Linked DNA regions of Sus scrofa: region 1 is linked to region 2. A link is a contact called in public Hi-C data. All regions are on one chromosome and are shown on one strand. The core of a region is the stretch at or near the end of the contact, and the rest is flanking DNA. Distances in the headings are between cores, read along the strand shown.

Region 1 (3,334 bases), core at 503-3,002, 920 kb before region 2:
CAGATCAGGCAGATGTAAGCAAACAGACATATTCACAGACATGGTCTAGCCAGACAGTCACACCCAGCACAGAGAAGCATGGACAGGCCACAGTCGGACATTCATAAACACATTGGACAGAGACACCCTAACAGAACCTGCTGGCATGCATGCATGTGTGTACACCACACACACACACCCCAGCCACAGAGCCCACAGACACACATGGGCCAGCCACAGACCCCACACTCACACACACACCTCAAACAGGCAAGCCCTAAACCTCACATACACAGACACACACCAGACACAAACAGGTTAGCCATATGAACTCCAAAACAACCTATACTTGTGCATCTAGGCCAGCCACATGCAACCTATTCCATAGATCATACACACACACAAACACACACACCTTCCCCCCCTCACCCCCACCCAAACCAGACAGGCCCTACACACCCCTGTGGGGCTGGGCCAACAAACAGACACATACCCTGAGAAGATGCCTCACACACACTATCACAGGCCCTGACAGGCCAGCCACACACAAACCCACAGCCAACCAGACACACATGCGCCCTTGGACCTTGCTTAGGTGCTGTGAGGCTCTGGGCTTCCCAGCCCATATCTCTAACCCCACCCAGAAATCCTGGTGCTTCCTCTCTCCAACATTGTCACCCCCCACACTGTTTGTCACTTCCCCTAGGAGGCCCAGTTCAACAGCCTCAGGCTTTCATAGGGTGTGGGCCTATTTTCTCAGCACATCCCCTGAAAATGAGGTACCCAGGATCTCAGCCAGGCTCAGGCCCCCCAAGACTTCACCAGCAGCATGGAGGGGGGGTGACAGAAACAGCTTTGTGGGAAACTCCCCTCGTGCCCAGCTGAGTCAGCCTGAGGAGACAAACTCTCCTCTCCTTCCTGCTTCCAAGAAAACTGAGCAGCTTCCTCTCCAGGAGAGGGGTGAGGGACCCCCCAAACCACAGAGATTGGGTAGGGAAGCTGCTGGCAAGCCAGGGTTCCTGGGGGGAGGGCCTCCGTGATTCTCAGCCTTTTCCTGCCAGCTGCCTGTCCACACCCAGGGGCAGGGACGAGGGAGTCTGGGTGCTGTGACTTGCGGGTTCTCGCCCTGGCCTGCCCACTGGCTGACTCACCAGCAGCCCCCAGCCCAGTTTTCTATTAAGGGCCCTGCCAGCCAGTGGAGCCGGCTGTGTGTGTGGGGGGGGGGGTGGGGGGGTGTCACCAGGCTATTTATAAGAAGGAGAAGTCCCTCCTGCCAAGGCCAAAAGCCCCAGAGAGACCTGTGGGTGGGGGTGGGAGAACTTCCTCCTTATCCAGTCCCCTAGGCCCCCGGGCCCTGGGCATGAGGGAAGCCTGGACACAGACTCCTTGGGCAGATGCTGGTCTGGAACCCAGGGCCTGGGCAGTCCCCAGCTGCTAGTCTGGGCACCCAGGGCTGATGGAGGAGGGGGCTCTCCTCTCTGGGCCAGCCTTGGCGCCAGTGGGACGGCGTGAGGGGGTGGTGCCCAGGCCACAAGGGTGAGACTGGCAGGGGCCTGGAACCGGCTGTACCAGCTCAGCTGGGCCCCCGCCCTCCCTCACTGGCCCATCCCCACCCCCTGCTCAAACACCCGTGCAGAGTGCAGAGAGTGACCCGACCCCACTCCAACATGCCGGCCTGCCCCCAAACACACTAGCACCCCTCTGCCCTGTGCCCAACCCTGTTTGTCTAAAGGATAAAGGAGACCTTTTTTTTTTCTCTTTCTTTTTCGGGACCCAGGTGTGGCATATGGACGTTCCCAGGCTAGGGGTCGAATCAGAGCTACAACTGCCGGCCGGCCTACACCACAGTCACAGCGATGCCGGCTCCGAGCCACTTCTGCGACCTACGCTACAGCACAGGGCAACTCTGGACATCCTCATGGATACTAGTCGGGTTCTTTTCTGCTAAGTCTCTATAGGAATTCCAGGAGACTCTTCTTGAAAGGGCCTGCAGAACTTGACAAACAGCTGGCACTGCATAAATGCCTCTCTAGTTGTGATTATCCACACAAAAAGAGCTGAAATTCTGGAGTCAGACATCTCAAGTTCTAGATCAATTCCAGTGCTTATAGCTATGTGACATGGGGCAAAGTTCCTTACCTTTCTGTTCCTAAGTTTTTTAGTCTGTTAAATGGGGATACAAAGAGCATGCATTTCGCTGGATTGTTGGAAACAGGCAATGAGTTATTCCATGTAAACCACTTAGAAGAGTGCCTGGCCCATGGTAAGAGCCATATAAGTGTTAGCTATTAAAATAATAATTATTATTTCTCAGTCTGTTGGCCTGTCTCAAGAGTCTCTGAGTTTGCATGACTCTAATCTTGCATCTCTCCCTGCCCTGACCCCCACCCCCATACATCCACTTTTCCTTGCTCAGGCCTTGCCCTCCATCTCTACGCTCATGGGCCAGTCTTGCCTCTCTCCAAGGCTCCCCTGGCACAGCCAGCTTCAGCACTGGTCAGGGATGACTCACTGTGTACTCCTAGCCTGTGGGACCTGCAGGTTAGCCTCCTGAGATGCTGCCCTCCAACCAGACCTGCCCAGCCCCCCAACACTACCCCGTTGCGCCCCCGCAGGGCCCAGCCAGATGTCAGCTGCAGTTATTAGCATGGGCGGGAGACACAGGCCTGGCAGCATGCCTGCCAGACTCAGCGGCCACTGGAATCTCCCTTGAGCCTGGGGAGGGGGAGGGGAGCAGTTCAAGCAAAGGAGGAGGGGAGGGGGTACCCAGAGGTCACAAGGACCCTCCAAAGATGGGGACACCCCCAGCTTCTCATGGGACCTTCCTCCCCAACACCACCACCGGCTCTGCTGGACTTCCCCCTGCCCCCACATAGCTCAGTTTCTCTTTCGCCTCTTTCGTTTTCCTTCTCTCCTCCACACTTGGTGAGCTGTGTCTGCCCTACAAAGGCTGGCTATCTCCTCTCCCTCAGCCTAAGTCTACCCTAAAGAAACTTCCATGTTTCCAAAAGATAGACATGTCTCTTTCAAGACAGAGAGGAGACAGATACTGAGAGGCTCATCTCTGGTTCTAGTGGCTCATAGCCTACCTCCTGGAAGTCCCACCTTAAGTATAACTAAAGCCTCAGCATCTAAACCTTCACCCATTTTGGGGAAGAGGCTCTGGAGAGGTTCCCTCAGATTCGACTCATGGATTTTCAGGTCCTCTCTGTCAGCAGGGGAAGGGAGCCCTCAGATGAGGGAGTGTGGATCCCCCTTTGGGTATTCTGGATGGTGAGGAGACCCTCACACTAAAATAGGAGTAGGGCCTCTCACCCACGTGAGTGAAGGAGGAAGCACCCCAGCCCCTAGGGAT
Region 2 (3,286 bases), core at 205-2,704:
CACACACCCTGGTCCTGAGCTGGCCAATATACCCAGGGACAGCAGCCAAGAGGGATCAGAGCTCTCCAAACTGGCCAACTGATTCTTTGTAATGGCGGGGAGGGGTGAGAAGACAGGGCCAGGGTGAAGCCAGGCCAAGCGGTCAAGTGGCACAGGCCATACACACACACACACACACACACACACACACACACCCATTTGTTCATTCTTCAAATGTTCATCGAGTGCCTGCTGTGTGCCAGGTGCTGTTCTGGACACTGGAGATGCAGCAGAGAACAAGCCAGAAAAAAAAAAGCCCTCATGGGGCCCACATCAATGGGGGAAATACACACAGTAAACAGCTATAAAGATATATAGCCTATAGAGCTTGTTGAGTGGTACGTGTTGTGGGAATAGAATAGAAAGAGGCCAAGGAGATGAGGGGTAATGGGGTAGGGGCCAGGTCAAGAAAGGCTACCCTGAGGAAGGGGTGACATTTGAACATAGACTTATAGGAGATGAAGGAGAAACCAAGCCACATCTTCTTCTGGAGGAAGGAGTTCCAGGTGGAGAGGGAACGGCCAGTGCAAAGGCCCTGAGGCAGGACATTTCTGGAATATCTGAGAAGCATCAAGGAGACCAATACGATGGAGGGGGGAAGGAGCAGCATGGAAGAACCGAGTTTCAAATTTTTGCTCCCCAACTTCTTGCTGGATGTCTTTGGCTAAATGGTCACACCCCTCTGAGCTTCGGTTTCTTTCTCTGTAAAATGGACCTGAAAATGTGCCTTGTGTAGCTATTACGAGATTCTGAGATGAGATGTGCAATGTCCTGGCCCAGGGCCTGAGGCCGAGTAGAGGCTGGATAAGCATGTACATGTGGGTACAGCAGGTTTATCACCACACAGACCTGGGGTGGGGAAGCTAGGTTAAGGGACCCTGACAGACCCAGTTGCCCTGTAGGTCACCAGGGCTCATAGGCCGGGCGCCCGCCGGGCCCCATGGCAACACTGCACACAGAGACATCAAACAGGCCCTGCCGAGGAAGTCCCACGTCACTGTGGTTAGGGTGGCTCCTCCCAGCCCAGCCCCCGGCTGGCGCTGTGCTCTTCCTTGCCAGTCAGGGCCCCTGCCTCCCATCACCCTGGTGACATGCTGTGTTATGGACTGAGCAGAGATCCCACCACCTGCCTCCTCGGGAGGGCACCAGCCACTCCCCACATCCCGCAAAGGACATTATGCGGTAGCCCCAGTTCACTGCCACTAACTCTTTCATTTCACTGCCCCAAACTGGGGCTGGGAGCACCAGGAAAGCCCTTGCCTACCCACCTACCGTTCAGAAGGACCTAGAGGTTCTAGGGGATCAGTGGGGACCCCCAGTCAGGTGCCTGAAATCCCCAGGGCAGGGTCTGTCCAGGTGTTGCTCCTGGGCACTGGTGGGGTGAGTCAGATAGGAATAGCCCCCAGGCCTGGCCCAGCCCCCACCTGGGGACTGACTCACCACCCACCCAGAACCGGATGACATCAGAGCCTGGCCGGCCACCCTCACTTGGCACTGGGCCAGAATGGGGGCGCCCAAGAGGTGTCACATCTGGCTGCCCTCTCCCCTCTGATCGGGACCCGGCAGGCGCAGGGTTAAGGAGGGGCCCTCCTGGGGGTCTCCCCCCAATCCCATCTCCCCCTTTTCTCGGGGATTTCGGGCCCCAGCCCCTCTGACGTCACTGGGGGTTGCTATGGCAACTGGCCGAAGTTCCCAAATAAAATTACCGCGGGCGGGTTAAGTTTCCTAGGAGGCAGCCGACGGGTAAACAATGGCGGTGGCAGGCGGGGCCGGCGAGGGGCAGTCTCCCCCTCCCACCCCTCAGTCTGCTGGGACCCGGGGGTCCCCAGGGCGAGGAACTTGGTCCCCTCCACGCCCGGCCCCGAGAGCTCGTGAGCAACAGGGGACCTGGTGCGCAGATGGGGGACAGCGAGGCCACCGCCGAGATTGGGGGAGCCATGGGGGTGAGGGGGACCTCAGAAGGGAGGCTGGGTTGGCGGAGAACAAAGGGGGGACCTGAGGCCTGGGATCCTCCTTCTGCACACCCTGCCTCCCCCGCCCCGCCCCCGGCCGGCCGCCAGTCCAGCTGTGGCTGCTCCCAGCTGCCTGGCTCCCCACATCTGGCGGGCCGCGCACTCACTTCCTGTCGCCCCGGCTGCCTGGAGGGAGGTAAAAATAACCCTCCCCCTCCCCCTGCCGGCGGGAGCAGACGGCGGATCCTCCCGGCTTGGAGGAGGGAGAGGTCGAGCCGCCTCCTGGGAGAGGAGCACCCCCTCCCGCCGCCGCCCCCCCCCCAGGCAGACTCCCGTCCCGCCCACTGCCTCGGTGTCCTGGGAGGAGGGGCGCAAGTGGGGTGGTACAGATCCCAGGCTGCAAGGGGGGATGCTGGGGAATCTACTGCATTAGGAAGGGCTTTACCTGGGCCACCAGAAACCAAGGGAACCCTGGCGTCCAAGTTCCGCCGTGGAGGGAGTGGGGTGCCAGCTCTAATGTCTAGTGAACTGTAACCAACATGCCTAGGTTCCAATGGGGGTTTGTCACTCACTAACTATAAACAAGACACCAAAACAAAGCAAAACCAAAAAAACCCTCTCTGGGTCTCAGTTTACCTATCTGTAGAATAGAGATAATAGTAGTAGCCACTTCAAAGTATGTTTGCTCCATCATTTTATCTATTATCATTTTCCCATCCCAAGCCCCCCCCCCACACACACATCCTGGAGACCCTCAAGTACTGCCAGTTAAAAATACAGAACATTCCGAGTAGCCCTCATGGCCAGCTGAAATGAATAGGACTAGGAACCATGAGGTTGAAGGTTTGATCCTTGGCCTCACTCAGCTCCGTGGATCCCACGTGCGTTGTGGTGAGCTGTGGTGTGAGTCACAGACACAGCTCGGATCCTGTGTTGCTGTGGCTGTGGCTGGCAGCTGTAGCTCCAATTAGACTCCTAGCCTGGGAACCTCCATATACAGCGGGTGCGGCCCTAAAAAGCAAGAAAAAAAAAAAAATACAGAACACTCAGTTAAATTTGATTTTCAGATAAACAATGAATCATTTAGTATCAGTATGTCCCAAGCAATATTTGGGACATAATTTTACTAAAGGAAAAGAAAATTTTTTTAACTTGCTCTAGATCTGAAAATCAAATTTAACTGGGTCTCCTGTATTTTTATTTGCTAAATCTGGCAACTAACTGTATTTCTGAACCACCATCATTTCTAGCCTGAAAACACTCCAACAGTCTGGTCTCCCTGATCGCCTAGCTTC

The links. Hi-C and Micro-C count contacts between places; a contact is called where the count stands out from the background.
Region 1: a Hi-C map of skeletal muscle shows a contact between it and region 2, with 3 times the contacts expected there. The contact joins the promoter of JUNB here to the enhancer-like site in region 2. A contact is called at or near these places in 6 of 47 Hi-C or Micro-C datasets (embryonic fibroblasts, heart right ventricle, liver and 3 more) and 1 of 2 datasets of contacts at active chromatin or transcription factors (alveolar macrophages).

What each region holds. Positions count from the first base shown.
Region 1 is chr2:66,217,853-66,221,186 of Sscrofa11.1, reverse strand. JUNB (transcription factor jun-B) reads left to right here and starts at 1,752. Exons shown (of 1, transcript XM_005674483.3): 1 at 1,752-3,334.
Region 2 is chr2:65,297,654-65,300,939 of Sscrofa11.1, reverse strand. No RefSeq gene overlaps it. Among named protein-coding and RNA genes, the nearest start is that of MIR23A, 8.8 kb to the left of the region's middle. Within about 2 kb of position 1,454, at least 66 of the 83 cell types and tissues checked have an H3K27ac peak or open chromatin away from gene starts, as enhancers often do. A contact at or near this core is called in alveolar macrophages, embryonic fibroblasts, liver and 3 more, where this site is marked.